Linked DNA regions of Gossypium hirsutum: region 2 is linked to region 1. Evidence: chromatin contacts called from public Hi-C data. All regions are on one chromosome and are shown on one strand. The core of a region is the stretch at or near the end of the contact, and the rest is flanking DNA. Distances in the headings are between cores, read along the strand shown. Region 1 has its middle 20 kb from the start of LOC121204232. Region 2 has its middle 10 kb from the start of LOC107952877.

Region 1 (3,335 bases), core at 575-3,074:
TTATGCAGGTTTTTATGTGTCCTTTAAGGCACCTATTGAATACTTTCTAGTTTGAGCAAGAAATGGGCACCAAAATGAACGTTTTTGACACATTGGCTTTAAAGTATCGATACCCTAGTAAAGGTATCGATTCTTAGCAATTTTCAATCAGTTTTCAAACAAACAAAATGTCAAAACAATGTCGATACTGGACTAAAGTATCAAAACTCGACATCAAGGTACCGATACTTTACACGAGTATCAAAACACTAGTATTTTGATAAGCTTTTACAAAATAAATAGAATCATAAAACGGTATCAATACTAGAATATGATATCAATACTTGTTGATTTGAGGATGAATTTTCCAAACACCGAAATTAAATTTGGTATCGATGCCTTTTAGAGGTATCGTTACCTATTCTAAAATTTTGAAAATTTTCAATTTGGCCCTATTTCATGTTCAAACTAACAATTAAGTTTTCGTATGTGTGATTGAGTCTCGGTAAAGTCTCTTTATCATATAATGACTATAATTATGAAATATTTGTATGTTTAAATGGTTTATTTTCAATGTTTTCGTCAGTAGTTGCTCCGGAAATGATTGTAACATTCTATAACTCATACTCGACGATCAGGTAGGACGAGGGGTGTTACAATTAGAGTGTTGTCACTTCATCCTTTCGCAACATTGTCCATGTGTTTGACTCCATGATAAAATAAAAAAACAACAACAATAAACAAAACAACCCAATTTTCAATAAATTCCCGATTCAATTTTATGACAATAAAAAGTACTCACTACGTTAAGTAAACCCAAATATAATTCTAATTGCTTCAATTCTTTTTTAAACTTTTATTTGCTTCATCAACGGTGATCAGCTCAAGCTAACAAAAAATCAGTTGATTATCATAGAGAGATATTATGTTCTCTACCATTTGAAGTATAAGGAAAGCAATGTATTTCTAATTATCTTATTTAATAATAAGAATTTAAAAAAAAATGTCTTTGTGATTATTTCTAATTTACATATTGTGAATTGAATTATTTAAAAAAGGATAAATTAAAATAATTTGTAAATATTAAAAGTTAAATTTATTATATACTAAATTTAAAAGTTGTCATGTAATCTTTCTGTTAATCGTTTAATAATTTGTGACAAAAAAATTTAAATGAGATTTTGTAAGTTTTGAATGGGGAAATCAAACTTTATTTTATCCTAAATTATATTCTCTTGGTCTAACTAAATTTATTGCATTTTGAAGTGATAGAATTACTAAGTTGCAATAGATAAAACAATGGAGTCACTGACTCTGGAATCACACGTTATTCTATCTTTGAAAATCGAAAGTAACCCCCCAACCAACAAATTAATAAAGAAAAAATGGAAGTAAAACTGCCCATCTTCTTCATGGCAAATAGCGAAGCAAGAGGTAGGTATAAAAATCCGAAATGGCTTCCCGAACTGTTGGCCAAGTCCCCCACAAAGGACAATCCATCTACCAACTGATCACGCGCAGTGCACGTGAACCCTGCAAAAACCCATATCAAGCCAAATGAGTTAAGGTCCCCACCTTCTACATGACTGATAAAAAACCTGCAATCCTGCATGCAAAAAACAGCTTTGAAAAGTAGTCATCCCCGCACCGGCTTCCTCCATTAACACTGGCCCGAGCTTTGGCACTGCATGCCAGTTGGTAGTGTAGCCTTAATTAGAGCTGCCTGGTTTTTGTAGTTGCATTCAAAGCTGAGGGGTCCCACTTTCGTCTTTCCTCTCCCCTTCACAATGCATCTCGCTGAAGAAGAGGGTTGGCCCCAACTGTAATTAAAGATGAAAAGGACGTGTTTGAGGGGTCCCTGCAAAGCTGGAGAATGGGGAGCCAAGGGATTTGCTGCACTCCTTCCATGAAGCAATATGCAAGTGAAACGTTGTTTTCAACTCTTTGTCCATACACTTAACCACAAAGGAAAACAACTCCAACTCCAACTTCATTTTATAATCTTTTTATATATAACATAATATTTATTATTCTCAAATGACCGCTTTGTTTTCTAAAAAGAGAAAATCAAACTCCATTTCCATTTGAGTTTGATGAATAGTGTTTGACTTGTGAGAGGATTCTTTTTAAATAATAATAATATTAGTGGGTATAATCTTGGCAGATTCTCTCCATCATTTTCCTTTCTGTTTGTCTGATAATAAAATTATTTGAAGTGCCCAGGCAGCTCTCCTTTTTTAAGGGTTTCCCCTTCAACAAATAAGATATTCGCTACTTTATTATCCCTTTTTGTCCATAAAATTCAGATAATTAAATATTGCACATGGGCTGATGCAATGGAACATTGGATCTTTTTATATGATTAGGGATATCTAAAATCACTTTTTCAAACAATCATACAATAATCAATAAATGATAGGACTTTGGGGGGGGTGTTGAATCATTACATGCACTTCCTTTTAACAACCCAACAAAAAATAATGTTATTTTTTATTTTTATAATTAAAGGTCTTGAGAATAGTGGTTCAAATTTTCTTTTTTCTTGAAATCTAATATTCAAACCTTATTATTGTGTTCCGAGTGGTTTTTTTTTTAAAACAAACTTTCCTTTTTCTTTTAATTATTGAATTAGGCTGTTTTGTAAAAAACTTACGGGGCTAGGTCGAAATAATGAAAATATTTCCAATTAGAAGCATTTTTAACGAATTTGTAGGAAAGTATTTTCAGTGTATTGATAGAAAAATACTTCGAACTAGAAGCACTTTCTGCTCCCAGTATCTTTTTTAGAAATATTTTGGTGCCATCTCTTGTGAAAATAAAACTTATAAAACAAGTATTTATATAGACTTTAAGTCTCATTTTTCTTGTTTTCTTAAACGACATGGGATATAGGTCTATATAGACTCAATCCATTTGCAGTTTGTTCCTAAACAATATGGGATTTCTCACTTTTTTAACTAACAACATAAATAAAATTAAAGGCTACACTTAATTCTTAAAAACTAAAGACAAAACTTTGTACAATATTAAACTCTAACAAATTATTTTGTCATTTTTAAATGCTATCCTTTTGCTTGAGATTATTCAGATTATAAATTGAGGTTAGTCATTAGAAAACTAATTATTATCTTTAAATTATTTTTGGGTAATTTGGGTAAATCATTTTTTTATTTTTTATTTTCTTTCATTTTTTATCATGAAAATTTTATACATTTGTATCGCATTTGTGTTATTTTTTATTTTATAATCATGTATTAATTTATATTTAAAAATATTATTTACACTTGAAAATTTTCTATTTTTTAACAAATAAGAAAAAAATAAAAATATTCTCATAATAAAATATTTTTTTGTAA
Region 2 (3,719 bases), core at 477-2,976, 81 kb after region 1:
GGTCCGTATTTCTACTGAGCTAGAAAGGTATTTGGGTTTGTCAAATATCATTGGGAGAAATAAAAAGAGGGTGTTTCAACATTTAAAAGACCGATTGTGCAATAAGATTGAAAATTGGTGTATATAACCTTTGTTTCAAGGTGGAAAAGAGGTCTTTATTAAGAGTGTCTTGCAGGTTATTCCCACGTTTTCTATATTGTGTAAATGATTTTCTAGTGTGGAGGGGCGAGTTGATGGATGAGTTCACGGTGCATAGCGGTTACAAGTTACTTTTACAAGGTAATTTTAATAACCCAAATAATTACAACCCGATTGACAATACAAAATGCTAAAAGAAAATTTGGAACCTTGATCTTCCTTCTAAAATAAAAATTACAACTTGGAAAACTACTTTTAATTATCTTCCTACTTTAGTGAATCTTCGACCAAAGAGATTAACTACTGAGGTTGTTTACCCAAGATATATACAAGGGTTGGAAACAAGGGAACACTTTTTTCATGATTGTTCTATTACAAAGGAGACATGGGAAAATTTAGATTATGTCTGGTTATAAGAAACGTCACAACTTGAGTTTATGGATTGGTTTACCTGGGTTTTGCTAAACAGTAGGGTGGATGTGTGCCGAATATTTGTTTGTGCCATTTGGGCTATCTGGACTAGTAGAAATCAATGGATTCATGAGGGGCAAAAGAAATCTAGAGCAGAGACAACGAAGTTCATTAAGCATTATATTCATGAATTAATAAAGCTTGATAGAAAGAGTCTTGCCTTAAGCCCAGACTCTGATAGATGGAGACCACCGCAGCAAGGGTTCTTTAAAATCAATTTTGATACTACTTTTGATATCAAGGAAAACAGATCCTGCTTAGAAATCATAGTCAGAAATTTTAAAGGAGATATTTTAGTTTCTAATACGACGGTTCACGAGAATATACCTTTAGTTTTTGCAGCTAAAGCCACTGCTTGTTTACAAGCAGTTATTGTGGATAGAGATTTAGGGATTATGCATGTTGTGATTGAAGGTTATTCTTTGACGGTAATCAAGAAAGTTCAAAATACTAAGAGGCACAAATCAACAATAGGACTTTATATTCATGATGTTAAAAATTTGAGTGAGGTTTTTCATGGCTGTAAGTTTTAACATGCGAGACGACTAGCAAACGAATTTGCTCATTGTTTGGCAACTGAAGGTTTAAAAATGGGGAGAAATACGTACCTTGTTAATGGATATGTTGGTCAGGAAATCACTGAATCAGAAATAGATCGTGGATAAAGATGAAATCCGTAACCTAGTCAAGTTCTAAAATGAATGTGTGGTTTGTGAGAAGAAATTGAATCGATTATAATTTCATCAGTTTGTCTTCTCCAGGAGCTTGTTTGTTGAGGTGCAGATATTTTTAAAATTCTCTAGAAGATGACCGCTCATGAGGCTGGGTTGTTGTTGCTTTTGTTATGTTTTTTTTTCCATTTTTTAACGTTTAGTTTGCTTTGGTTTCTTTTTTGGTACTGTTTTTAGTTTTGTTTTTGAATTGGGCTTTGTTTAGTTTTTTGGGCTTTTCTTGTTGGATTCTTGTTTTTAATACAACCTAGTATTTTTAATCAAAAAGATTTACAACATGGCGTATATTCCATAATTTCATCCCTAGTTTCTCTAATCTGTACAACCAACAGCTGCCCTTTAATGCTTGTTGCGCTCAATGCTCAGCTGCTGCTAAAACTTTAAAGAACATCTTTTGTGACTGTCCCTCTGTTGTTGGTATATGGGTGGACCGGCACATAACTTAGCCTAGTGAGCTTTTGGAGGCATGCTTGCAGAACTGGTTATTTTACATCATTCAAGTTTACCCTATTACAATTTCCAAGAAAGTTGTGTGTGCGTTATGGTTTATCTGGAATGCTCAACATCGTCGTGTATACAAAAATGTCATTATACAAATGCATGTTTTAATTCAACAGGTTGAGACTTACCTTCTAGAATTAGATATGGCACAGGTGAAGCTTCCTAGGCGCCTGATTGGGGTTGAGCGGTGGCAACCCCCAAATAGATGCTGTTTGAAAAGCAACTTTGATGACGGATTTTCATTCCCCTTCTAAGACATCTTGCGCGAGAGTTGTTATCAGAAATAAACATGGGATTGTATTGGGTTCACACACACTGGTCTGTAAACACATACCTTCGGCTTTTGTAGCTCTTCCCACTACTTGTCTTCATGTGGTCCACTTAGGCCTGGCTCTTGGTTCCCATATGTGATTGTTGAAGGCGACTCCCTCACGGTACTTTGTAAGGTCCAATCTTCCCGACCTGATCTATCGATCCTCGACGCTTATATCCAAGATATGAAATGTTAGGCAGGATATTTTCGCAAGTGTGACTTTCAACATGTCCTTCACGTGGGTAATACTATGGCTAATTTGTTGGCTAAAGAAGGCTTGAAAGTAGGGATGGGCTCCTATATGTGCAGAAGTGTTCTCGATTTTATGAAACGGGTGGTAAAGCGTGATCATCTCTCGAGTTTGTGAGGTGTTTTACGGGCAATGGAGAGGGGTGGGGGCGCTTTTCGTGGGTTTTTTGTTGTTTCTTTTGGGAGTGTTTAGGGGTTTGGGGTTGGTTTTTAGGAAGATTTCTCTTTGCTCCGGCGATGCCTCTGTGCCCTTGTTTGGATCGCCACTATTTCTCTTTGTGCTTGTAGTTTGTGTGTTAGCCTTTCTAGTTTTCTTTCTCGATAGATCTTTTGGTTTCCAACTGTTTCTGCTGCCATTCAGCTTTTTGATATCTGATCACCTCCGTTTGTTAGGGTTTTCATTTGTTGCGTGGGCCATGTATTGGGCTTTTTTAGGATTTGATCTGGTTGGTTTTCATTTTTTGTCTTGCTTGGTTTCTATTTATCTTGTACTGGACCTCCTTTTTTTTGTTCTGTATAATACAAGCCCAGTTTCTTTAAAAAAAAAAGGTATGTTAAACACAAAATCTAAAGCTTAGAGCCATTTATTTTAATCTAATAGCTAAAATCGTTTTAAAAGTTCTCACTATAATTGCCATAAAAAATTGAGTATCCATTGCTTTCCCTTATTTTTTATTTACCCCAATTTTGGGGAGAAAGCTAAAGAAAGGAAAGTAAATTTTACGATGTAAAATGATTTTTTTTGTCCTCTCTTTCTTTTATAAATAGATTTATAAAGAAAAGGTTATAATTTGTAAAGATATTATCATAATGAATCATTTCCTTTCCACGTTTATCTAAATAAAAATGATTAAAATTATTTAATTTTTCTTTCTTTCACTAATTTTAACTATCTAAACAAAATAATAAGTAATTCTTAATTTATTTAGCTTTTCACTTTTTTTCTACTTTTAATCCAAACATAGGGTTAACATTGTCCTTTAAATATTTCACTTTTATATTTATAACTTGAACTTAATTTTTTAATTTATTAAAACACATATTTTAAATATTTTTTAAAAAATTTTAAAATTTATTGACTACTTTGAAATAAGGGTAAACTACTAAAATAGTCACTTTTGTTTACCTCTGGTTACATTTTAGTCACTTATGTTTAAAATGTTACATTTTAGTCACTTACATTAACGTGTTGTAAAATTTTAGTTACTGAGTCATTAATTACATTTAACTGTGTAACGATAAGCTAACGTGGCACGTTAAATCATCATTTCAAGCAAAAAAATTAGGTTAAATTATACAATTGGTTCCCATATTTT

The links. Hi-C and Micro-C count contacts between places; a contact is called where the count stands out from the background.
Region 2: a Hi-C map of leaf shows a contact between it and region 1, with 4 times the contacts expected there. The contact joins two enhancer-like sites. A contact is called at or near these places in 2 of 34 Hi-C or Micro-C datasets (both in leaf).

The regions. Positions count from the first base shown.
Region 1 is chrA07:37,306,492-37,309,826 of Gossypium_hirsutum_v2.1, forward strand. No RefSeq gene overlaps it. Among protein-coding and RNA genes, the nearest start is that of LOC121204232, 20 kb to the left of the region's middle. Within about 2 kb of position 1,825, at least 5 of the 9 cell types and tissues checked have an H3K27ac peak or open chromatin away from gene starts, as enhancers often do. A contact at or near this core is called in leaf, where this site is marked.
Region 2 is chrA07:37,387,570-37,391,288 of Gossypium_hirsutum_v2.1, forward strand. No RefSeq gene overlaps it. Among protein-coding and RNA genes, the nearest start is that of LOC107952877, 10 kb to the right of the region's middle. Within about 2 kb of position 1,727, at least 7 of the 9 cell types and tissues checked have an H3K27ac peak or open chromatin away from gene starts, as enhancers often do. A contact at or near this core is called in leaf, where this site is marked.